2 separate regions of the Mus musculus genome follow, and region 1 is linked to region 2. The links are chromatin contacts, called in public HiChIP or PLAC-seq maps. All regions are on one chromosome and are shown on one strand. The core of a region is the stretch at or near the end of the contact, and the rest is flanking DNA. Distances in the headings are between cores, read along the strand shown. Region 1 holds the start of Eprn (ephemeron, early developmental lncRNA). Region 2 holds the start of Slc6a3 (solute carrier family 6 (neurotransmitter transporter, dopamine), member 3).

What was found. HiChIP or PLAC-seq counts read pairs in DNA pulled down with a chosen protein or histone mark.
Region 1: a contact with region 2 is called in an H3K4me3 HiChIP or PLAC-seq map of embryonic stem cells, with 13 read pairs. The contact joins the promoter of Eprn here to the promoter of Slc6a3 in region 2. A contact is called at or near these places in 2 of 39 promoter capture datasets (the C10 cell line and hematopoietic stem and progenitor cells), 2 of 115 datasets of contacts at active chromatin or transcription factors (both in embryonic stem cells) and 2 of 9 other capture datasets (adipose tissue and liver).

The regions. Positions count from the first base shown.
Region 1 is chr13:73,344,308-73,349,468 of GRCm38.p6, reverse strand. It overlaps Eprn (ephemeron, early developmental lncRNA), which reads left to right and starts at 2,085. Exons shown (of 3, transcript NR_045293.1): 1 at 2,085-2,250; 2 at 2,408-2,973; 3 at 4,231-4,804.
Region 2 is chr13:73,533,576-73,538,527 of GRCm38.p6, reverse strand. Slc6a3 (solute carrier family 6 (neurotransmitter transporter, dopamine), member 3) reads right to left here and starts at 1,781. Exons shown (of 15, transcript NM_010020.3): 1 at 1,668-1,781; 2 at 1-55. The coding sequence starts at 12.

The sequences.
Region 1 (5,161 bases), core at 836-3,335, 190 kb after region 2:
TGATAACTTTTGACCTTTAAATACCATGATGTCCATGTCTCCTGGTTGCCAAAGGTGACAGCATGAAGCTGCTCAGAACATCATTTACCTTGTTGGCAAGGGCAGGACCTGTCACGATAACCCCAGGTCACCTGCTTTCTTAAAGAACCCAAGATCACAAGCCCAGGGATGGCACCACCCAAAGTGGGCTAGGTCCTCTCTCTTAATCACTAACTAAGAAAATTCCCTGTAGTCTTATGATGGTTTGAATAAGCTTGGCCTAAGGATCACACCCCAGTTGACACAGGCTGTATTTGACTTCAGTGCTGGTGTCTTTCAGTTTACTGCTCTTAGAAGGATTTCTCTGTTGTTCTACATTTCATTGGTTTCCATGCTGTTTCTGTTTATTGTTCTATTTCTCATATTTTTGTATGAGTGTGGTGTATGTGCATGTGTGTGTGAGTACATGTACCTTAGCATATGAGGCCAAATGAATATATCTGGTTCCTACCCTATTATGCCAAGCCTTAAGAACAACAACCCTCGAACTGTGAGGCTGTCACAGACAAGAGAGACTATTTACTTAAATGGTCAATTTTTGTTTAAAATGGCCACTCAAATTAAAAGTAAAATTGGGGATCTGGAAAGAGGCTCAGCAGTTAAGAACACTGACTGATCTTCCAGAGGACCAGAGATCAAAGGGTTCTAAGTCTAACTAGAGAGCTATTGGTTACTGTCTTAGGATTTCATTGTTGTGAACAGACACCATGACCAAGGCAACTCTTATAAGGGACAACATTTAATTGGGGCTGCCTTACAGTTTCAGGGTTCAGTCCATTATCATCATGCCAGAATACATTGGAGCATCCAGGCAGACATGGTGTTGGAGAAGGAGCTGAGAATTCTGCATCTTGATCTGAAGGCAGCCAGGAAGAAGACTGTCTTCCAGGCATCAAGGAGAGGGGTATCAAATCCCACCCCTACAATGACACACTTCCTCCAACAAGGCCACACCTACTCCAACGAGGCCACACCTCCTAATAGTGCCACTCCCTGGGCCGAGCATGCTCAGATACGTGAGTCTATGGGGGCCAAACCTGTTCAAACCACTACAGTTAGAGTCAAGATTTGGATGCCACTCCTGTACCTTTGGGGCTATCATGCCACTCTGATCATAACTGTGGTACACAGGTGTCATAGCTGGGTAGACTATTGTTTGCTGTCTTCCTTTAGAAGCTGGGATGGAGCCTTTCTGGTACCATGAAGTTTAGTTTTCAGAAAAGAGGCTTTCAGGTCAGTTCCAGCTCAGGTGCTTTTAGTCCTGTGTCTGAAGTGCACGGTGTCTCCAGGAATGGGGACTTACTTTCTACCTCTGGCAGGCAGCCAAGTGAAATAGCAACGGCCTATGAGGTTTTAGGAGGCTCTTAGACAACACTGACCAACAGTTCGAAAGTAGACAGGCTTTTTGGCCTGGCGTTGGAATTTCTCCTCATCATAGACACCTACCATACCTTGCATGCCTGATAGACTACTTACCATAAAAAAAAAAAGATGAAGCTGAATGGTGTCCTCTTAAATGGCCTATGAGGTTTTAGGAGGCTCTTAGACAACACTGACCAACAGTTCGAAAGTAGACAGGCTTTTTGGCCTGGCGTTGGAATCTCTCCTCATCATAGACACCTACCATACCTTGCATGCCTGATAGACTACTTACCATAAAAAAAAAGATGAAGCTGAATGGTGTCCTCTTAAACTCATCTCAAAGCTGTAGCTCCCATGATAGGAACCATTATGTTACATAATATCCATTTCACCTGTGTTGTTGCATAGTATCCATTTTGCCTAATTTTGTCTATCGGGGCTTTTCTAAGCATGTTCCCTTGGTTAAATGAAGCCCAGATAGGCTAAGGGCTGCCAGTTCCTCTGAGGCTGCCACATTTCATATATTAACCTTAATGTTTCATTTCAGTCCCTGTTCTCAGGTCCTAATTTCTCCTTGAGAGGTGTGGTCCAAAAATCTCTTCAGGGAGCAGAAGGGTGATGGTCAGTTAATCTTTTAACTACTTCCATGACGTTAAGAGGAGGGGCTAGTCCCTGCCTAAAGGGATCACAGATTACCTTCAGTGGTTGGGGAGGAGTAGTTGGATTTTCAACAGCAGGGATCGACTGGAATCCCCATGTAATAGGTGTGGTATGTGTACTCTATTTCTTCCCTCATGGTGTCTAGGCACTGCTACACACCAGGCTGGAAGGAAGCAGAGGCCAGAAGAGGTGAGGTCTGTAGGGAAAGAGCTGGGGCAGAGCCGGGGTGGGAATGGGGGCCGAGAGGGGGCTTCTCCAGGGATTTTATTAGATATTTTCTTTATTTACATTTCAAATGTTATCCCCTTTTCTGGTTCTCCCCCCCCCCAACACCCCTCTTGGACAGAATCCTTCTGGTCGCCATCTGAGCCTGGAGCTAAGGCTGTTCCACAGCCCTCTCTACACAGGTTCCGCCAGAGAGAGCTGGTCTCCCAGGAGTGCTGACAGGGCTTGCAGGCCCACAGGAGGGACAAGCTCCAGCCAGAGACAGAAAGACCAACACCAGAAATAACCAGATGGCAAAAGGCAAGCGCAAGAACCTTACCAACAGAAACCAAGGCTACTTGGCATCAGACCCCAGTTCTCCCATCACAGCAAGTCCTGGATACCTCAACACACCGGAAAAGCAAGATATGGATTTAAAAATCACATCTCATTATGCTGATAGAGGATTTTAAGAAGGACATAAATAACTCCCTTAAAGAAGTACAGGAGAACACAAGTAAACAAATAGAAGCTTTAAAGAGGAAACAAAAATCCCTTAAAGAATTTCAGGAAAACACAACTGAACAGATGAAGGAATTAAACAAAACCATCCAGGATCTAAAAATGGAAGTAGAAACAAAAAGAAATCACAAAGGGAGACATCTCCCCGGATTTTAATGGAACAGCTCTCTTAGACAATCTTAGTTTGTGAGTATTCCTTTATTTGGGGTGGGTTTGCATGCATACACCCCTGGATAGTGGGAAGGGGTTCTTCTTAGGGTTAAGTTTCATTGGAGTTTAAAGTACTGTGAATGTCTCCTTTGTGTGGAAAGGCATTCCAGGAATTCCAGATATGTGCAGGGCAAGTTTGGGGTTGGGGCAAGGGTGGGGGAGGGAGGACTATGTGACATTCTTCAGGTAGAAGATTGTGGGTCAGAGGTCGGGTTCCCCAGATCGGGCAGAGAAGAAACCCACCTAAGAAAATGGAGTCCTACATATTGTATCAAGCTCAAAGGAGCTATCTGCACAGGATAGACTATAATTTTGGTAGCAAGAAGCAACAAATAGGGTGTTACATATTCTAGAAGATACAGACTTTACAAGATCGAAACACAGAGTTTAAAGTGAGAATAACAAGGTTCTAACTGTTGATGGTCCCAGAGAGGGCGAAAGTCAGGAGAACCAGGGCCATATTTGTTCCAGGAGATTCCTCTTCAAGGTCTGATCCCTTGGATTGTAAAGCAACAACAAAATCATACCGATGACAGAGCAGATTAAAAGGAAGATAGGATAAGATTTTAACCACTGAATACTGAAAATGTCAGATGAAAAAGTCGTGAGAAAGACAGAATTAAGTAAGGTTATTGTTACCGATTTAGATAAATCTACATCAATAGGCTTATATAAGTAAAGCCTATCTTGAGGGGTGGCTAGAGAGATCGTTCAGTGGTTAGGAGCACTTCCAAAGGACCAGGGCTTAGTTCAGTACCCACGTGGCAGCTCATAACCATCTCGAACTCCAGTTCCAGGGATCTGGCACCCTCTTCTGGCCTCCAAGGGCATTGCCCTCACATGACATACTGCCATATCTGTAGGCAAATGTAAAGATAAATAGAACCTATCTTTGTATTATACCTGGAGTGGTTGTGTTTGTCCTATCTTGTGTGTCAGTAGACCATACACAGGATTTAATAGGAAGGCCTGTACGTGTCCTAAATTATTGTCTCTTTTGAAGTTTAGTTTAGTTTTTATTTTGTATTTTATTGCTATACTTTACTGCTGGGTGTTTAAGAAGACTTGAAGATATTGTCCCCAGGGGTTGTTTGGAATTGGGAGGAGCTATGCTTCCTTCAGTCTTTCCTTTACCAGTTAAGCCCTCTGCTAGGATGAGTCAGGCTCTGATTAACCATGCTGCTTCTTTAAAGATAAGGGAACATGTCCGTCCATCTGTGTTCCTCTTTGCAGAATTTGCACTGGTTAGAGTCTACTGTCTGGTCTCCTTGGTTTCTCTAGTCCAGAGGATGGGCAACCCACACGGAGATACAAGACCATTTGAAAGATGCCTGATTGAAAGATTGGATTGAGCTGCCGATTCCTGTGAGCTGTACTGCTGATGTCCTGACAATGCAGATTGGATTTGCTCCAAAGAACTATTTCTAAACAGGTTCTTCTTTGCCCTATTAATCTTTCCTTCCCACTACCTCTGGTGTGGTGGGCTAGAAGGGACATTAAAACATTTAAGAACAACAACCCTCGAACTGTGAGGCTGTCAGCTTCAGACAAGAGAGACTATTTACTTAAATGGCCAATTTTTGTTTAAAATGGCCACTCAAATTAAAAGGAAAAGTGAGGATCTGGAGAGAGGCTCAGCAGTTAAGAACACTGACTGATCTTCCAGAGGACCAGAGATCAATTCTTAGCAGCCACATGGCGGCTCACAACCATCTGTAACGGGCTCCCATACCGTCTTCTGGTGTGTCTGAAGATAGCTACATTGTACTCATTTATTATAAAATAAATAAATAAATCTGCTCTTCCGAAGGTCCTGAGTTCAAATCCCAGCAACCACATGGTGGCTCACAACCAACCGTAATGAGATCTGACGCCCTCTTCTGGTCTGAAGTCAGCTACAGTATTTATGTATAATAATAAAAAAAGTGAAAGTGGGCGAATTCCTTTGGATCTAATGCTAAAGGAACATACTTTAAGCTCTGGGGAATTACCTTTGTGCCCATGGGGACCGGGCTGTCTACAGTAAGCAACAGCAAGGAACTGAGAGCAGCAAGGACAGAGAAAACCAGACCAAAGTAAAACATGGGCTTCAGTTCACTAGCAACCTTGAGAAGGGAAACATTGCCTTTAGCCTGACTTGATTCTACCTTTCAGGAAGGGGAAA
Region 2 (4,952 bases), core at 532-3,031:
GCTTTTACTCATGGGTAGACGGGAGCCCGAGGAAGTCTGTTTCCTTCTTCTTCGACTTCAACCAACATAAATAAAACAAAACAAATCCATACAGCAATGCGCAGATTCAGTAGACATGTCTAGAGGGTACTTGGGTTGAACACAGAGACCTGAGGTAGTCCAAGCACCTGAAATTCCATGGCTAGGATAAAAGATAGCTAAGGGATGTGCAGGGGCAGGGAGGGAAGGGGTTCACAGAGACTGGAGAGATTGGCTATGGAGACTAGAAATAGACACATCCTCTTTCCTGCCAAAGCCCTCATTCACATTAACGCCGGCTTGTGTGACTTCTATTTGCTTCCTAATAGCAATCTCAGATGCTGCCTGCATTGCTTACCCACATTCCCGGAGCGGGATGGGGGCAACTTTACCCCCTGCCAACAGCATACCACTCACTTCAGTCTTTGCAAGGATGTGTAGCTTTTTTTTAATACTTAGTAGTACAACAAAAAGCAAAGTGAATATAACCAAAATCAGCTACCATAACGAAAAGTTTAAAACAAACGGGACATTGGTTTCTCCAAGGAAAGTGCATACAAACCACCCTGCCCATGACCATGGCTTCACAGGCCTTTGAGCTGACAGAGAGTTACCAGAATGTCACCAGGGGAAGGATCAGGCCACTGCTACACTAGCAGCACTCCCAGAGCAACCCTGCCTTATGCTTCTGCAGAGCCAGGGCCATGGGGCATAAGGGAGGCAGCAGCACTCTCACCCAGTGACAGCCTGTTTCCACTGAACTCAGACAAGCACACTGATAGAAGCCTGACATGTGGGTGACTGCTCTAATGGGGTGACTTTCCTCTGCATCCCTAAACAAAAACTCCTGACAGAAGTTATTTTATGCACCACTTCTCTGTGGCCTCTTTACCCTGGTGACAAACCCAAATGCAAATTCCTCACATGTGTCAAAGATGGGCTAGAGGGTGGCAGCTGCTAGGGAGCAGGTAGGAGAGCTCCCTACGTTGCTTGAGAGACGGCAAGATGCTGAGCAAAGGACCTGGTCCCAGGCTGCCTCCCCAGCTCTCTCACAGACACAGGTACAGAGGTACCTGCCTGCCCCACCCTACTCCTCAACTGACAGCTCAGAGGCGAGGTTTAGGCACAGACAGCAAAATGGCCCCTGAGAAAACATCTTTCTTCACCGGCTGGATCAGGAAACAGGTGGCTCATAAACCAAGATTCTCTGCTTTCTCCCCACAACCTGAGTTCAGCCCCGGCTTACAGAAAAGACAAAAACACAACACAACAAATAAACAAAACGGAGAACGGAGATGGAGCTTTTTGGCATGTTGTGAAAATAACCCCAAGGGCCCATCGCCGAGGGAGGGTCTGTGATGCTCAGCCTCAGCCACAAACAGCCATGTCCCCCTAGGAAGCAACAACCTCCTATGAACCAGGTCTTGAGTCTGGGCTCTGTGGAATCCTATGCTCCGAGAACAGGCACTGAGTGCACACCCCTTAGTTCTGTATGGAAGGAGCTGCTCTCCAAAACCCTGGCTGTGGACAACTTTGAACCCCGTCGGCTATGGTTTCTGCCCCTCGCTCCGCCGGACGGCTGTCCAGAGTCAGTGGAGCAGTGAAGATGCCACTGCCCAGGATACGTAAGAAGCGATCTTGGTCCTTACCTGCCTCCAGCGTCAGACTTCAGCTTTGAGGTCCTGTAAGCCTCCAGTCGCGCTTCACAGCTCTGGCAGGTCTCAGCCTTGAGCTCTTATCGGGCCTCCGGGTCGGTCCGCCTAGCCCCGCCCGCCGTCGGGGGCGCCCACTGGCACTGGCTCCGCCTCTGTTCCGCCCAGGGTGGGCGGAGGACGGGCTGGGCAGCGCCCCTGCACCACTTGGGGACTAGGATGACTTCGGGGAGCCAGAGGCCACTGAGCCTAGGCAGGCAAGGAGTTTGGCAGGTGTCTTTGCAAGGTTATAGAGTCTCGGCCACGTGGGATCAGTGTATCTCCAGGTTGGACGCGTTGCAGACCGGAGGGACAGTTGGTTTCCAGGAGGGAGCAGTCCAAGTCTCCGTCCCTGTTCGCTCTCCTCGGCCAGCGCCTGCATGAGTCTCCCAACAACTGGTTTCAGCAAGGTTGTCAGAAACAGATCCCGGGAAGAGAGTGAAGTGGCGAGCGCATGTGGATCTGTGCGGAGCTCCCAAGGCTCACCCGGGTCTCCCCAGTTCTCCCTTCGATGTTGTATGACTCTCCGACCCTGCTCCCTTGTCCCTGAACAACCAACCTGCGAGCAAGATTTTCCAACTCCAGTTCCGCTCGGAGACAAAGCAAGTGGGACGCACCTCCCGGTGCTGTGGAGGTGGCCCACCTGCGTTCCTAGCCAGGTCACAGCAAGTCTCGTCCTTGCCCTGACCAGTTTGCTCAGGCACTCTTCCCTCCTCACTCCGTGAGCACCTTAGGCACTAAAGTTCCAATACCCCTTTGATGGGTCCTGATTCTCTGCCACCTTTCTCAGGTCCCATGGTCACAAGTGCATGTTTGTAATGTGTGCCTCTGTTCTCTTCTGAGCATACTTTTTTACTCAGATCCGGGCCATCTGATCCAAACTCGAAGGCTCCTTCCAGTCAGCCTGCTTCAGAAACCGATTTTCCTGGAGGGACCTATAAAGCCTGTGTGGCCAATATTCCTGTTTCAAGGGCTAAAGGACCAGGAACTGGAATCGTCCTGCCCAGATGGGCGTGACATTCGGCCACCCAGGGAGGTCCAGGACACCCAGATGTGAGCAGGTCCTAGGGTAAGCCCTTTTCCTCTCTGCATGCCTTCCCCATTCCCAGCACCCCCTCATGCCCTTCCTTTCCATTTCTGCTTTCCCTGAGAATAGCTGAGAGGTTTGACCAGAGTGAGGGACCCTAGAAGAAGTATCTCACCTGCAGGCTCCACTAAACCAAGTTCCTAGCAGTGTCTCCTACTAGTTGGGACCCCAAAATGGCTGGGCCCTTATCTTCCTGGTTCCTTCTCTGTGCCCACGTCCTGTGGCCTTATCGCTTCCCTTCAGCCCCCCAAAATGAGGCTGATGCCTAGCAGGAGCTGTTTTTAGAGCTGTTTTTCCAAGTGAGATTAGAATGGGGAGGGCACACTGCTACAGCTGTCAGTGGTCCGCTGGAGCTGCTGTGGAGAAACATTACAACCTTGGAGTCAGTCAACAAACATTTATTCCTGTAAAGGCTTAGAAGTCTCAGATCCCCAGGGAGGATTTGGAGAGAGCTGCTCCCACGGCAAATGGGAAGTTCTCTAGGGTCTCCCTAGGGCAGAGGTGTGCAGAGCTCCCCAGGACCATTTTATAAGACAAAAAAAAATTTTTTTTTGAGGAGAGCCAATGAAACCCAAGACCTGACTCTAAATAGCATCTGACACGAGAGGGTATGGTTTCCACATGTAGATGAGGGTAGGGGAATAATGTCCTTGGTATTCCAGCTGGTAATAGGGACTTGAGGAGATAATGGTAATCACCTCCAGTTGCTAACACACTAAAGGCTATCTCTTTGCCTCTATTCTGTCATAAAACAGTGTTATGCAAATACCTCTTACATTAAAGAGGCTGGTCTTTCCTGGACCTCACAACTGAGTTAATAGATTCTGGGATCATCGAAGACATAATCTTCCATCCTACTTTGTAACCAGCCTTTTGAAGTTTAACTTGCCTTTAAGAGAACAATGTAACAAGCAACTTTACTTGCCTCAGTTTCCCAAGTAGTGTGCCCTCTCACAACCTACACTAATACATAACTTTAATCTTAAGTTATATACTCTTCCATGGCCCTGATCCAGAGTTGTGTGTGTGTGTGTGTGTGTGTGTGTGTGTGTGTGTGTGTGTGTGTTGTGGTAATCATTTGCTGAAATTAGCAAATGGCCTGGAAGCAACCTTATACAACAAATATCCACAATCATTGGAATCAACCTGTGGATATAGCTTGATAAAGTTTTCTTGTTAGTACTGAGTATTTCTAGGTCAGTTAGAATCAATAACTTAATACCATGTAAAACTCTGTTGAAGATTTCTGTAGAGAATTTCTCATTTCTCATACTATGCTTTCTGCTCTGCTCAATACATACAGAGTGGGGACACTCTTGTTGGGGACAGACAGAAGATACAGGACAGACTCAGGGAAGTGAAAGACTCAGACTTGGGCTCACTAATCAGCCAAGCATTAGCAAGGGAGGAGAGTTGAATTTTTAATTCCTAAATGTGACACCAAAGCATTTTGGTGACTTTGAGGTTATCTTTAGTGCATTTTACCAACATGGTGTTCAGTAGTGATTCTGTTGTCAAGAAAGGGGCAGGAGCCCAATGTAGGCCTCCTGAAGTCATCTGAAAACAACTGATGTCATCAAGTAAACCAGATGGCTGAGTAAGAAAGGAAATAGCTAGAGGATCATTTAAGAACAGAGGTACAGGGCAGATCTTAGGTTCATACCACTCATAAAACAGAGACAAAATCCAAGAAGAGCCCCGAGGATACAAAAGAATGATCTGCACTACCCAGGGTGTATGGAAAGAAATACCATTGCACAATGGGACCTTTAGACTACCTATGGTGTGAGGAGTAAAGTAACAAAGTGAGGTGGCATACAGACAAAACACACCAGCTTAGTAGTGTCAAAGCTCAGTGACAGGGAGAGACCATGTGATGCATATATTGGTCAACGTCCCATATCCAGGAAACCTTTACTCCTGCCACACCTGATTCCTAACCATGCAGCTAGGACAGTAGGACTTTGTGTGCTCTCAGAGAAATGAGTTGAGGGGACTGACTGCGTCTTCAGCCCTCATCACAAATGACAGAGAACTAAGAGTGCAAGCATCTCTACCTCACTTTCTGGGCGTGTGCAGGTAGATCCAGTGTGGTTGGCTCTGAGTTAATCAAACCTAGTTGAACAGCCCATCTTTGCATGTTAGAACTTTTGCTA